Linked DNA regions of Callithrix jacchus: region 1 is linked to region 2. Evidence: chromatin contacts called from public Hi-C data. All regions are on one chromosome and are shown on one strand. The core of a region is the stretch at or near the end of the contact, and the rest is flanking DNA. Distances in the headings are between cores, read along the strand shown.

Region 1 (6,490 bases), core at 137-2,636, 97 kb after region 2:
GAAGGCTCCCCTGCCACCCCACACCCACCCCATCTGGAAATTATCAAGTCCTTATGGACTTTGCTCTGTATTCATTCACAAACAATGTAAGATTCCATTTTTTTAAGAAATGAATAGAAATTCCTGGCATCACCATATCAGGGCGTCTGTTCTACGCCAACTCAGTAATTGCCCCGTTTCTAGTGCTTTTTTTTTCTCTACCAAAACCAACTTAAGCTGATTACCGCCATCTCAAGCAACCTCACTGGGCTCCAGATATATCCATTTAATATGGCCAAGACAAGCAGCCAACTGCCGTTTTCAAAAGACGATCTGACAGATTCTATTCACTTTCAAAGTAGCTCTCCACAGCCAGAATAATTATCTTTCATTTCCCCCATTCTGACACCTTTCAATGATTTGTTGACATCTGAAGAGTTATGGGCAATCTTAGAAGAGGCAGCTGGACTTCCCACCCCCAAAGATACAAGTACAAAAAGGATTCCCATACAGCATCTGAAATAACTCTGTTCTTTGCAAATGGATATTCAGATCTGCATGTTAATAGGGACACTTTTATCTTTCAATATAACCTCAAAAAAGAAGGGGGGACAGTATCCCTTTAACTTGTTCACTGCCAACTCAAGAAAATACACCTTTCCCTTAAAATCAGGGTTCCCTCCCTTGACCCATAAAACCAGAAAAATGCAGATAATGCTGAGTTTTCAAACATCTCCTGTTTGCTGCAGTCCTCAGTCGAGAGGGAACAGCAGGAGAAACCCGAACGAATGGCCAGGGGCCGCCACTGCTTCATCCGCTGCCAATGAGGTTTAAGTGAGCATCACTGGAATAATGTCTATTAATAATTTGCACTTCTATAGCCCTTTGAGGGTGTCTCTAAGTGCCCTCCCGCGAACACAGGCCTTGCTTGCAGGGAAAGAGCTCCACACAGGAAAGAGCCTCCGGCCTTTGGGCACAGTGTCCCCCAGCTGATGCCCTAGCACAGAGAAGCACTCTGTCTTTAAAACTCAGCTAAATGGGGACTGGGAGAGTTTTTTTTTTTTTTTTTTTTAAGGATATATGTAATATATATATAATGTGATTACAAATATAGGACCCATCACATGCGGGACACACAGGATAAATATGGAATGCAATATCTTCAGATTGTTTTCTTTCTCTATTTTTTCTATTTCTCTCCTGCCCCCCGCAACACACAAAATCTGAGGACTTTCGTTAACTATTTTAGTAGTCTATCAAACCAAGTGCCTGGTAGATTCCAGTATGAGAGAGTAGTGACAATGGCTGCATGAAAGGATCAGATGCAGCCATGATCGTTTTCGGAGATAAATAAACACGAAGGCAATAGTGAAGGAAAGTGAACGAGCACGCAGCAGTTCGCAGCCTGGACCAATCACAGTGATGCCTCCTGCGGCGGCCTGGACCCTCTGCACTGTCGGGAGGGAGAGAGGCCGGACAGGCAAAGGAGAAAAGCCGCCGTGGGGATCAGTTTCTGTTCCGAGAGTACAAAGCAGAGTGGGGCTGCTGGCTGGGGTTGAAGCCACTGGTTTGGGTCTTCCAGCGCTAATCAGATCGTCCCCCAAAGAGGGAAGTCTTTAAGGAACTAGAATCACAGACCACATCTGCGGGTCACTTCTTTTCCCCCTGAAACCTTCCGGTCACAGTCCCTCAATCAACAGCGCCCCTTACTGGCCAGTGGGTACTGGTGCTTCTCGGACAACCGTTGACAACCTGGAAGTGGACATCTATCTGCATCATCTCCAGTTACAGAATTTTGAACACACTGCCAAGAGCAGCTCTTGCAATCCCAGCTCAAGGCTCATGACCATCCCTCTGTCTTGAACTTGGTGTCCGCAAAGTCAGGTCTCTCTGTCGGAGTTTTATCATCAGGGGAATAAACATCTTCTCCCAAGAGACCAATAACCACAAATACTCTGTGTGTGGTCTTAGCAGATCCAAAGCGTCAAGAAGCCTTCATCAAGATCAGACACTGCGACAGGAGAATCCTGTCCTCTGCAAACAGAATAGATGTAGAATCGAAGTGGTTGAAGTCACAGAACGGTTATTAAAAAACAAAGAGGCACTGGCCTTTTTCAAACACCTTCCTGGACTTCTCCAAAGAAACCCTCCTGGTGAAAGTGCACAGGATTCATTAGCAATCATGCTGGGTCAGCTGATGACTGAGGCTGGCACAGGCGGCGACAGAGCAGGTGGGCAGAGTTGACCTGGGTTATTTTAGGTGAGGGAGGTGGCACAGAGGGAGACAGAGAGGTGAAGGGAGTTTCTTTTGGTTGAGGAGCTTCATTTCTGCTTTCTTGCTGGTGAGGATTCATTTCCCCTGGGTAATTTCAAGTTTGTAAGAACTTGGGAATTCCTCAGAGAGAAAGCATCGTTGCAAATAAAAAGAACAGGCCGCAGCACTAGCGATGGTGGAGAAAGTGATCAATGCCGTACCTTTAGATTCTTGGGTTTTTAGCTGGGTAGGGGTTTTAGGCCCGTTGGAAAGTTGCTTCTCATCTGCCCGGCTCTAGCTGGGGTTTCCCATGTGTTTGTGTGTCTAGCATGTGTTGTTCCCAGCACTGCACTGCGAGTCTCCATGTGTTCATTCATTTAAATCTCACTACAGCCAAATGCATGAATTCATTCATTCTGAATCCACGTGTTTAATCAAGAAAGTTTTACAATGCCCACCCCTCTCCCTTGGAAAACGGGATAGCCTAGCAGACTGCTTGGGGTCAGGATTCTTAATCCCTTTCATGCCATTGTCAATATATTGAACCCAATTCAGGAATCAGCAACAACTTTCCATGCCTGCTCCATCAAGTCTCATTTCCTCTCACTCAAAAAACCTTTCAAAATGCTCTTTATAATGCTCCCACTTCCTCTTCTTCTAGCTGCACCTCCACCTCTCCAAACAAATGTAGAATCCCAGTAGCAGTGGGTCGAGTATCCTGAGTGAGACGGGAGCTATCATTCGTAATCAGTGTTGCTGTTGCCTAGTGAGACACAATGCAGGCTGGGCTCAATGGCTCACACCTATAATCCCAGCACTTTGGGAGGCCAAGGTGGGTGAATCACAAGCTCAAGAGATCGAGACCATCCTGGCCAACATGGTGAAATCCCGTCTCTACTAAAAATACAAAAATTAGTTTGGCATGGTGGCTCTCACCTGTAGTCCCAGCTACTCGGGAAGCTGAGGCAGGAGAATCGCTTGAACCCAGGAGACAGATGTTACAGTGAGCCAAGATTGCACCACTGCACTCCAGCCTGGAGACACAGCGAGACTCTGTCTCAAATAAAAACAAAAACAAACAAAAAGACACATTGCACCCCACAGAATATACACATTACCTTTGCTTCAACTTTGGGTGACATACTGAGTCTTCACCACACACAGAGTCTGCAGGTAGGTGGAGATCATGAGAGCGCAAAGAACAAAAGAATATACACAAATCCATTCCTTACACATCTCTGTTGGCTGGAGGCAGACCTCACAATCTAAACTGAAACCTGATTGGCTAAAAATTTAAAATTTTTCTAAACAGGTAAAAGCAATGGAGAGCTGGGACACGCCTGTGAGCACGTCCAGCACAGATATCTTGGTTAAAGTACATAGAATGTACTACGTGCCTGTAAGCCTGGCATGTCTAACAGCTACGTAGGATAGGGCTTCTCGAAGTTATTAGCACACTTATTCTTTAACAAGAAATTAAATTTGGAAAGGAAACTTTAAAAGGGAACTTTTCTACTTCCCCCACTATGCAAATATCCCATTTCTCATCAGACTCCCCTCGCTGTTTTTAATATCCACCAGTGTCTCTTGGTTGGATGACTATGATGGTTGCCAATGAGTGATTTTCTAATTTCCTCACTTTCCCTGTATTTATCAGTTGGAATTATTCATCTTTTTTGTAGAGATGGGATCTCACTCTGTTGCTCAGGTTGGTCTCAAACTCCTGGGCTCAAGCTGCCCTCCCACCTCGGCCTCCCAAAGTGTTGGGATTCAGTTGTGAGCCACTGTGCCCCACCATATTAGTTGGAATTCTGCTGTAAGAACAAGCTTTTACTTTTTCCACTTATAGATTCATCTGTTTGTTTATGTCAGTAGGAACTCAAAAGTTCTCATTGTATTTACCAGGTGACACTCTGCTCCTATCATCATTCGTTTTTATGCCCCAGTTGTCCCAGGTCTGGCTGGTAGGAGCTCCTTCACTCTGGCTTCTGGGTTCTCTGGACATGTGCCTATGGTTCTTTGAGCCCTTCTTTACTTCCTGGCACAAGATGTTCTAATTTCATCTTGTATTTTCCCTGACTTCGCACCCAGCCCTGGAATCAGCCACTTTTCCACGGAGTTTGAGTTCCTTTAAAGGGGGACTTTAGGAACCAAGATCTGAGCACTGATGTGTTGTCTGCTCCTGGGCGGCACTGTTCCCAGGCCCTCCCAGTGACCGGAGCCAGGATACATTATATATGAGTTTATACCGACACTTCCAATTTCAGTCCCACAGCAAAGGGCTTATCCTAGGATTTTTCCTTTCTACATGTGTAACTCCCTTCATCAACGAGAAACCTGGTTCCTTCATTGGCCTTAATATATATGATGTTCATCAGGTCCAGAAACAGTTAAATATACACAATATCATTAAAGCCATCTCCGATCTGTAAAATCATCACTGTAACATTGTTTTCTATGCTTTCAGACTCTACAGACCCCTGTATTGGTTACTGGACCTGTCCTTCAGTGTGTAGACATTGCCACCATGGCACCCTCACAGCCTGCCAGGCACTCTCACAGCCCCCGCCATGCCACATTCTCCTAATCACATACTCCCCGGGAGTATCACACTGCCACGATCGCTGCCCCCCTCCCTCACTGCTCTGGCATCGCTCTAATTCACTATTGAGCTAAAAGGATGTCCGGATTTTCCTTCCTCACCATGGATTGCATGACCAGACATCCCAGCCGTTATCAGAGCCTTCATAAGGTCTGAAGTTCAGCGAGAAAGTGCAGGTGAAATAGGCTTGCCTTGCCATATATCCACATCACTCCTATTGTCCTTCTTGTCCCTCTCAGTTTAGTGGCTGGACCAGTTTCCATCTGTACACCATTGCTCTGGTTGCCCCCTCCTGGAATACACTCCCCACCTTCTCTGCACCCTTCAGGCACAGTTCAGCCTGTCCTTTTCCACAAAACCTCGTCTAGTCCCACAATCCCTCTAAGGGCTTCTCTTTTGTTCCCTGCCATCATCCTCTGGATGCTCCATCTAACCCTTGCTTATATGCTATGACTTACTGTTCTCAAAGTAATAGAGTAGCAGGCTCTGTAATTACTTCACAAGGGCGCGAGGATGCAACTGCTTTACAGCCCCTTAGCATCCAATCAGAAGCTCATCTCCTCCATGCTCATTAAGAAACAAAACATGCCGGGTGTTGGTGGCTCATGCCCCTCATCCCAGCACTTTGGGAGGTCAAGGTGGGCAGAGCACAAGGTAAAGAGATGGAGACCATCCTGGCCAACATGGTAAAACCCTATATCTATTAAAAATACAAAAAATCTGCTGGGCATGGTGGCATGTGCCTGTAGTCCTAGCTACTCAGGAGGCTGAGGCAGGAGAATTCCTTGCACTCAGGAGGCGGAGGTTGCAGTGAGCCGAGATCGCACCACTGCACTCCAGCCTGAGCAACAGAGTGAGACTGTCTCAAACAAACAAACAAATAAAACAGCCAGAAAATAACAAGTGTTGGTGAGGATAGGAAGAAACCGGAACCCCTGACTGCCACAGGTGAGAATGTAAAATGGTATAGCCACTAGGGAAAGCAGTATGGCAGTTTCTCAAATAATTGAAAATAGAAATACATAATTCAGCAATTCCACTTCTGGGTAAATAGACAAAGGAATAGAAAGCAAGGATTTGAAGAGATATTTGCTCACCCATGTTCATAGCAGCACTATTCACAATAGTCAAAAGGTGGCAGTAACCCAAGTCTATCAAAACAAAATGTAGGCTGGGTGCTTATCATCTAGGGTGAGGAGTTCGAGACTAACCTGGTTAACATGGTGAAACTCGATCTCTGCTAAAAATACAAAAATTAGCCAGGTGGAGTGGCTCACACCTGTAGTCTCAGCTACTCAGGAGGCTGAGGCACAAGAATCATTTGAACCTGGGAGGTGGAGTTTGCAGCAAGCTGAGACAGTACCACTGTACTCCAGCCTGGGCAACAGAGCAAGACTCTGTCTTTGAAACAAAACAAAACAAAACGTAGCATAGCTATACGTTGAAAGGAAGAAAATTCTGACACATACAACAATGGGTGAACCTTGAGGGCATTGTGCTAAGTGAAATATGCCCGACACAAAAGGACAAATACTATATGATTACTATATGATTCCACTTACATGAGGTATCTGGATAAATCAAATTTCTAGACAGAAAGTACAAGGGTGAGTGCCAGGATTTGAAGGGAGCAGACAGTGGGAAGTTATTATTTA
Region 2 (6,775 bases), core at 1,213-3,712:
ACATCCACGGCCGCCTAGGCCAGGTGGTGAGGGACAGGCTAGGGCCTGGAGCGTCCTACGACCGTGCATCCACGCGGAAACCTGGCTAGCAAGCCAGCTCTCCTGCCTTCGGACTCTGCCTTCCAGGTCCTAGACTCGCGCCGTGCCAGGACGGGCCCCTCGACTTTCACCCCTGACTCCCAACTCCAGTCACTGGACCGAGTGTGCAAAGAACCTCAGACCGCGTGCTCTCACCGCCGCAGGCCAGACGCAGGACAGACACCAGTGGGCAGCAACGAAAAAGGAAACAGCGTTCCGGGACACGTGCCGGCGGCTGGACTAACCTCAGCGGCTGCAACCAAGGCGCGAGCACGCTGCGCCTGCTGCTGTTTATTAGCTACACTGGCAGGCGCACAACTCCACGCCCCAGCTGGTGGCCCCACAGCGCTCACCTCCACACAAATCCTCCCTGTGGTTGGCAGGGTAGGCCTGAAGGAGGCATCTTCAAATGCCGAGCCCTTTCTGATCCCCACCCCCGCTCCCTGCGTCGTCCGTGTGACAGATTCTACTAATTGAACGGTTATGGGTCATCCTTGTAACCGTTGGACGACATAACACCACGCTTCAGTTCTTCATGTTTTAAATACATATTTAACGGATGGCTGCAGAGCCAGCTGGGAAACACGCGGATTGAAAAATAATGCTCCAGAAGGCACGAGACTGGGGCGAAGGCAAGAGCCGGCTGGGCTGCTAGCGTAGACCTCAGAGGGAGACGTATCTAGAACTAGGGGCAAAAACGTGGGTTTCTTTCTGTATTTGTTTATTTTGTAAGTTTGCTACTTGAAGACCAATTATTTACTATGCTTATTTGTTTGCTTGTTTTAAAAATCGTACTTGCACATTAAAAGCTCCCCAGCGCGGAAGCAACCCGAAGATCCTCACACTCCCTAGGAGACTGTGTGACTGTATGCGCGAGCTCTCAGTGTCAAGCGCTAGCATTCGAAATCTGCAGAAACAAATTTCTGAATTCGAAATGTACGGGTGTGGGAAATTCAGCTCGGGGAACAAGTTATAGGTGGGGGAGACAGGCGGCTGGCTGCCTGTACTGTAAGGAACTGCCAACGCCAGCATCTGTAGGGCTGCTCTGTAAAGGCTTAGCAATTTTTTCTGTAGGCTTGCTGCAGTCAGTCTTGAGTTTTTCCATCTGTAAAATGGGTGAATGCATCCATACCTGTTACCTCAGTGAGGTGCTTCTCCAGTTGGGGCTTAATTCCTCATCGTTAAGAGTTTTCAGGTTTCAGAGCCAGCCTGCAATCAGGAAAACGTGTCCTAACACGGTCGCGAGGGGTTTGATCTCGCTCTCGGGCCCACAGCATGGAGAAGCCTTGCCCAGGCCTGAGGCTTCTCTTTGCAGTTCCAGAAAGCAGGTGACTGGGGCGGAAGGCTCTTTACTAAGCTTTTACAGCAGTCCCTGCTTGGACTACAGATGCCAGCATTGCCCCTGCCCCAAGGCGTGTGAGGATCACAAAGAGGATGCTGAAATTTACTATCATCCGGCTCCCCTGCTAATAAGTGGAGGGGTGTTTAAGTACAGTCACGACTCTGTCCTTGTGCTGGTGCAGTTACTGTACGGAAATAACCCGTCCCTGTACCCACACCATCCTCAACCTAAAGGAGAGTTGTGATTTCTTTTAAGACTTTTCTGGAGTCCGTCCCCTCCTGGCTTGCCCGCCCTCTGCCCCTCAAGGCCCTGCCCCCAGCTGGGGGCGCTACCGGCCGCCCGCGGAGCTGCAGCCACAGCAACCTCCTATAGGCGCAAGGAGAGCGCTAAGAAAGTGAGGACTTTGTGCCTGGACATGGTTCACATTTGGGGCCCCAAATGCCCGCGTGTTGATGAAACCCGTGAGATGGAAACAGGGGGTGAGAAACCAGAGAGAGGAAGAGCTAGTGAGGAGACTCCAGCCCCGGATCCTGGGTCGCCAGGGTTATCCGCGCGCATCCCAAAAGCTGCGGCTGCGTGCGGCATCAGGTTAGATTGTTAGACTCTGCAGGGTCCCCGTCCCATCCCATCCCCCAGCATGACTCCGTTGTGGCCGTATTTTTACAGAAATTTCACTATGTTCCCTTTCTCCCTGGGTCCCCAGCTTGCTCAGCCCTCTCTCCATCCCCCTGGAGCCCGCCCTTCTCCTCCCCCTAGCCTCTCACTGCCTCCTTGGGTCCCTCCTCCAGTCCCTCCCCAAGAATCTCCCGGCACAGGCACCCATTGGTTGTGCGCTGGGAGGAGGCGTGTGCCGGGCCTGGCAAGTTTCATTGAGCGGAATTAGCCCGGATGACGTCAGCTTCCCAGCCCCCCGGCGGGCCCAGCTCATTGGCGCTGCAGCCCCTCCAGGATTCTCACATTGTTCCCCGCCCCCGCCCCGGCCACCGCTGCCGCCGTCGCCGCTGCCACCGGGCTATAAAACCGGCAGAGCCTGGAAAGGTGCGGATGCTTATTATAGACCGACGCGACACCAGCGCCTAGTGCCAGGTTCTCCGCTGAGGCTTTTAGGAGCGAGCTCCTCAAAACGCATCCACAGTAAGTGTCCCCGCCCCCAGCAGCCCCAGCCTAAATCCCAGGGACCGACGCTCCTCAACTCGGCTGTGACCCAGAATGCTCCGATGCCGGGAGTCTGGGTCCCTCCACTGCGGGACAGTACTCCAGAACGACTTTGCTGTTCCGTCCTTCCCACACTCACCTCTGCATTCCCCTCGCCAAAAGCGAGAAGTCCGGGCGACCAAAGCTCCTGCTGCCCAAGCCCCAGTCAGCTGGTGAGCCCCCGTGGTCTCCGGACGCAGCGCGTGGAATCCGGGCCCCAGGCCGGGGCTGGGTGCCTGTGCGTATGCATGTGTTTGCTGCGCGGTGTCGACGGAGATGAGGTGGATCCGTTTAAGGAACCAAATCATTAGTTCCCTATTTAGCTCTTCACCCTCCCCAAAGAAAGGCCCTCACTTCCCACTAGTTTATTCCGGCCCGGGAGGCTCAGCTTTCCCATTCCTAACTGAAAGCATGAAGCCTCTAGAATGCCACCCGTACCGCGAGGGTCACCAACGCTCCCTGAAATAACCTGTTGCATGAGAGCGCAGGGGAGATGAAGAGAACTTAATTGTAGGTACGCGCGTGCCGCTAAAAGGAAGGCTAGAGAGGTAGTAGCGAGGGGGACCAGAAGCCACGCGCCACCTGTGTCTGGACCCCACGCTGCGGTACTGCGGTGCAGGCGGGAGCAGCTTTTCCGTCTCACTCACTGATCTCTCTCTCTCTCTCTCTCTCTCTCTCTCTCTCTCTCTCTCTCTCTCTCTCTCTCTCTCTCTCTCTGTCTCTCTCTCTCCTCCTCCTCTCCTGAAGTTTTCGGGTCCCAGGGAAGGAAACCCCCGTGAAAGCTGCGACGACTATCCTTCCCCGGGGCCATGGACTCGGACGCCAGCCTGGTGTCCAGCCGCCCGTCGTCGCCAGAGCCCGATGACCTTTTTCTGCCGGCCCGGAGTAAGGGCAGCAGCGGCAGCGCCTTCACTGGGGGCACGGTGTCCTCGTCCACGCCGAGCGACTGCCCGCCGGAGCTGAGCGCTGAGCTGCGCGGCGCTATGGGCTCCGCAGGCGTGCATCCTGGGGACAAGCTAGGAGGCAGTGGCTTCAAGTCATCCTCGTCCAGCACCTCGTCGTCCACGTCGTCGGCGGCCGCATCGTCCACCAAGAAGGACAAGAAGCAAATGACGGAGCCGGAGCTGCAGCAGCTTCGTCTCAAGATCAACAGCCGCGAGCGCAAGCGCATGCACGACCTCAATATCGCCATGGACGGCCTGCGCGAGGTCATGCCTTATGCGCACGGCCCTTCGGTGCGCAAGCTCTCCAAGATCGCCACGCTGCTGCTGGCGCGCAACTACATCCTCATGCTCACCAACTCGCTGGAGGAGATGAAGCGACTGGTGAGCGAGATCTACGGGGGCCATCACGCTGGCTTCCACCCGTCGGCCTGCGGCGGCCTGGCGCACTCCGCTCCCCTGCCCGCTGCCACCGCGCACCCAGCAGCCGCAGCGCATGCCGCACATCACCCCGCGGTGCACCACCCCATCCTGCCGCCCGCCGCCGCCGCGGCTGCTGCGGCCGCTGCCGCAGCGGCAGTGTCCAGCGCCTCTCTGCCCGGCTCAGGGCTGTCGTCGGTCGGCTCCATACGTCCACCGCACGGCCTGCTCAAGTCTCCGTCTGCCGCCGCAGCCGCCCCTCTGGGAGGCGGGGGCGGCGGCAGCGGGGGCAGCGGGGGCTTCCAGCACTGGGGCGGCATGCCTTGTCCTTGCAGCATGTGCCAGGTGCCACCTCCGCACCACCATGTGTCGGCCATGGGCGCCGGCAGCCTGCCGCGCCTCACCTCCGATGCCAAGTGAGCCGACCGGCGCCGGCGCGTTCTGGCGAGAGGGAAGCCCGGGGGGCGCGGGGAAGCGAGGACTGGCCGGTGCTGGGCTCGGGAGCTCTGTCACGGGGAGGGGCGCAGGGCCGTGGACTGGGGGTGGGAGATGGTGGGGACTCCAGCATCTGGGAACCCAAGCAATGGGGGCATGCACAGAGCAGTGGGGAGTGAGGGGGATGTTCGCTCCAGGACCTGATCAAGCCCTCTCTGGCTTTAATCTGCGCTGGTCCGGTAGACACCGTTTTATGAAAAGGTACCGCTATGTACATTCCTCACTCGAACTCCGCCCGACCTCCGGGAAAAAGATTCTAAAAACTGGTTTCCCTGAGAGCATGGCCGGATTTCCAGACTTGGCCCGGGCCTCACTTCTTGGGGGAGGAGAGCGTAAAGGGAGGGGGACATGTGGGAACTTGCTCCCCTTCCTACTTTCTTGGCCTGTGGGAGACTCCCGGTAGCCCCGTCGCAGAAGCAACCGCCTGGCCGCGCCCAGCAGGGTCGTCCCTGGCCCAAGGCCAGGGGCTGCAAGTTAGTTAGAAGCCGGCGTTTAGTACCAGAAGCACTTACGGTCATATCCAATCTCAATATCTGGGTCAACTCACACCCTCTAAGAACTGTGGCTGCTCCTTCCTGTCTCTCGTTGATTTGGGAGAATACGGTTTTCTAATAAATGTGTGGATGTTCTTTCTTCAACAGGATGAGCACGTTTACAGACATTCAGAGTAGAGCCACCTGTGGATTGGAATAACCCCGAACTGCCGATTTTAGGGGCGGGTGCATTTTAGTTATTTTAAAATAGAAACTACCCCACCGCCTCATTTTTCCTTCTCTAAGCACAAAGCGATTTGGTTATTTTGATACCTGAGGACTTAACAGAATTAAAAGGCAGTTGCTGTGAAAACAGCTTGGGTTATTTGCGGGTTCTGTTGGCTGTTTAAAAGTTTCTTTCTTGGATGTGTAAATATATCAGTGCTGAGGTAAGTGCGCGATGCTAAGCTGTTTGCTCATGTGACTGCCAGCCCCACCTGAATCTAAGCCGGCTTTCCTCTATTTTGGTTTATTTTTACCACGTTTAACACGAATGGTAAACTCCTCCACGTCTTCCTGCGTTTGCAAAGGGCCTCGGCGCTCCCTGCGTTGCACCCTGGGCTTCGTAGCGTCGCGGTGTAATATTCTTTCTCTGATCGCGCCGCCCCTCGCAGAGAGTGTATCATCTGTTTTATTTTTGTAAAAACAAAGTGCTAAATAATATTTATTACTTGTTTGGTTGCAAAAACGAAATAAATGACTGAGTGTTGAGATTTTAAATAAAATTTAAAGTGAAGTCGGGCGATTTCCATCCGTGTGCCACCCCGGAAACGGGTTGAGGACGCGATAGCTTGGGGCGGGATTTGGAGATCGTTCCCCCAGTCTGGCACTAGAGACACACATGCATTATCTTTCAAACATGTTCTGAACAAATCCTCCGGGCGTTTTCCACAACTTGCTTGTCATTTTTATTTTCCGACGCCAAACCCGGAACTGCCTTTCTCTCCGAGTACTGAGCTCGTTTATAAGCCGACATTTCCTTTCCAGAGCATCGGACTTTGGGACTTGGGGGTGAGGGCTGCGCCTTTGGCAGGGGGTCTGGGCTCCCAGGGTTCCTCTCCTGTTCTATTTTTATTTCCTTTCTGCTCAGAGGCGGTCTCCCGCCACACCCTCCCCCCGACCTTTGCATCAGCTGCGGCGTAGCCCTGGTGTTCCCAGCAAAGCGATTCCGGAGTATTTGGTGCAGAATCCCCCAACGCTTCCATCCCTTCCCAGCGATCTCCACCACCCTCCCCCATTCGCCACCTCCCACCCCGCCGCACCCCACCCCCACCCGTGCCCCTTGAACTGCAAAGGATCGGGTCCTCAGCCCCGCCTGGAGGAGCCCTGGCAGCTTGGCCTCTGTGCTCTTTCCTGGGGTCACCTCTGTCTTCCCTTGGCCATTGGGTTCTCACAATCCAAACCTGTGATGCAAATTTAGGATGTCGTTGTGAAGAGAGGTTCTGAGTGGAAATAAAAACCTTTGGCCTTCCTGGTCAAGGACCAGGCAGATCCTGTCGCAGTCTCTCCGCCCCAGGGCTGGCCTGAGAATGAGCCCCTGAAAGGACAGCAGGACAGCGGGTGCGGGCACAGTAAGAACGTCCTCTGGCCAGGGCCCTCTCTTTGACAATATTTTTGGTGTCCACTGGCCAAAGGCCCCTGGATCTGGGGGTGCAGATTTCCCTGGTCAGAACCCCATTTATTGGGTCACATTGCTGAGCCTCGCTCACCCAGGCAGGCACCCTTTGCTTAGACTTGAAGATGGCTCTGTCCCCTAGCAAGGGACAGGTGCT

Evidence for each region. A called contact is a pair of places that touch in the nucleus more often than the background predicts.
Region 1: a contact with region 2 is called in a Hi-C map of skeletal muscle, with 2.6 times the contacts expected there. The contact joins the enhancer-like site here to the promoter of OLIG2 in region 2. A contact is called at or near these places in 2 of 3 Hi-C or Micro-C datasets (induced pluripotent stem cells and skeletal muscle).

The regions. Positions count from the first base shown.
Region 1 is chr21:39,174,350-39,180,839 of calJac240_pri, forward strand. All of the region lies in intron 1 of LOC118149919 (a long non-coding RNA gene), which reads right to left. Among named protein-coding and RNA genes, the nearest start is that of OLIG1, 52 kb to the left of the region's middle. Within about 2 kb of position 1,387, at least 2 of the 16 cell types and tissues checked have an H3K27ac peak or open chromatin away from gene starts, as enhancers often do.
Region 2 is chr21:39,076,568-39,083,342 of calJac240_pri, forward strand. OLIG2 (oligodendrocyte transcription factor 2) reads left to right here and starts at 2,463. Exons shown (of 2, transcript XM_035283055.3): 1 at 2,463-2,787; 2 at 3,362-5,739. The coding sequence starts at 3,424. The coding sequence ends at 4,395.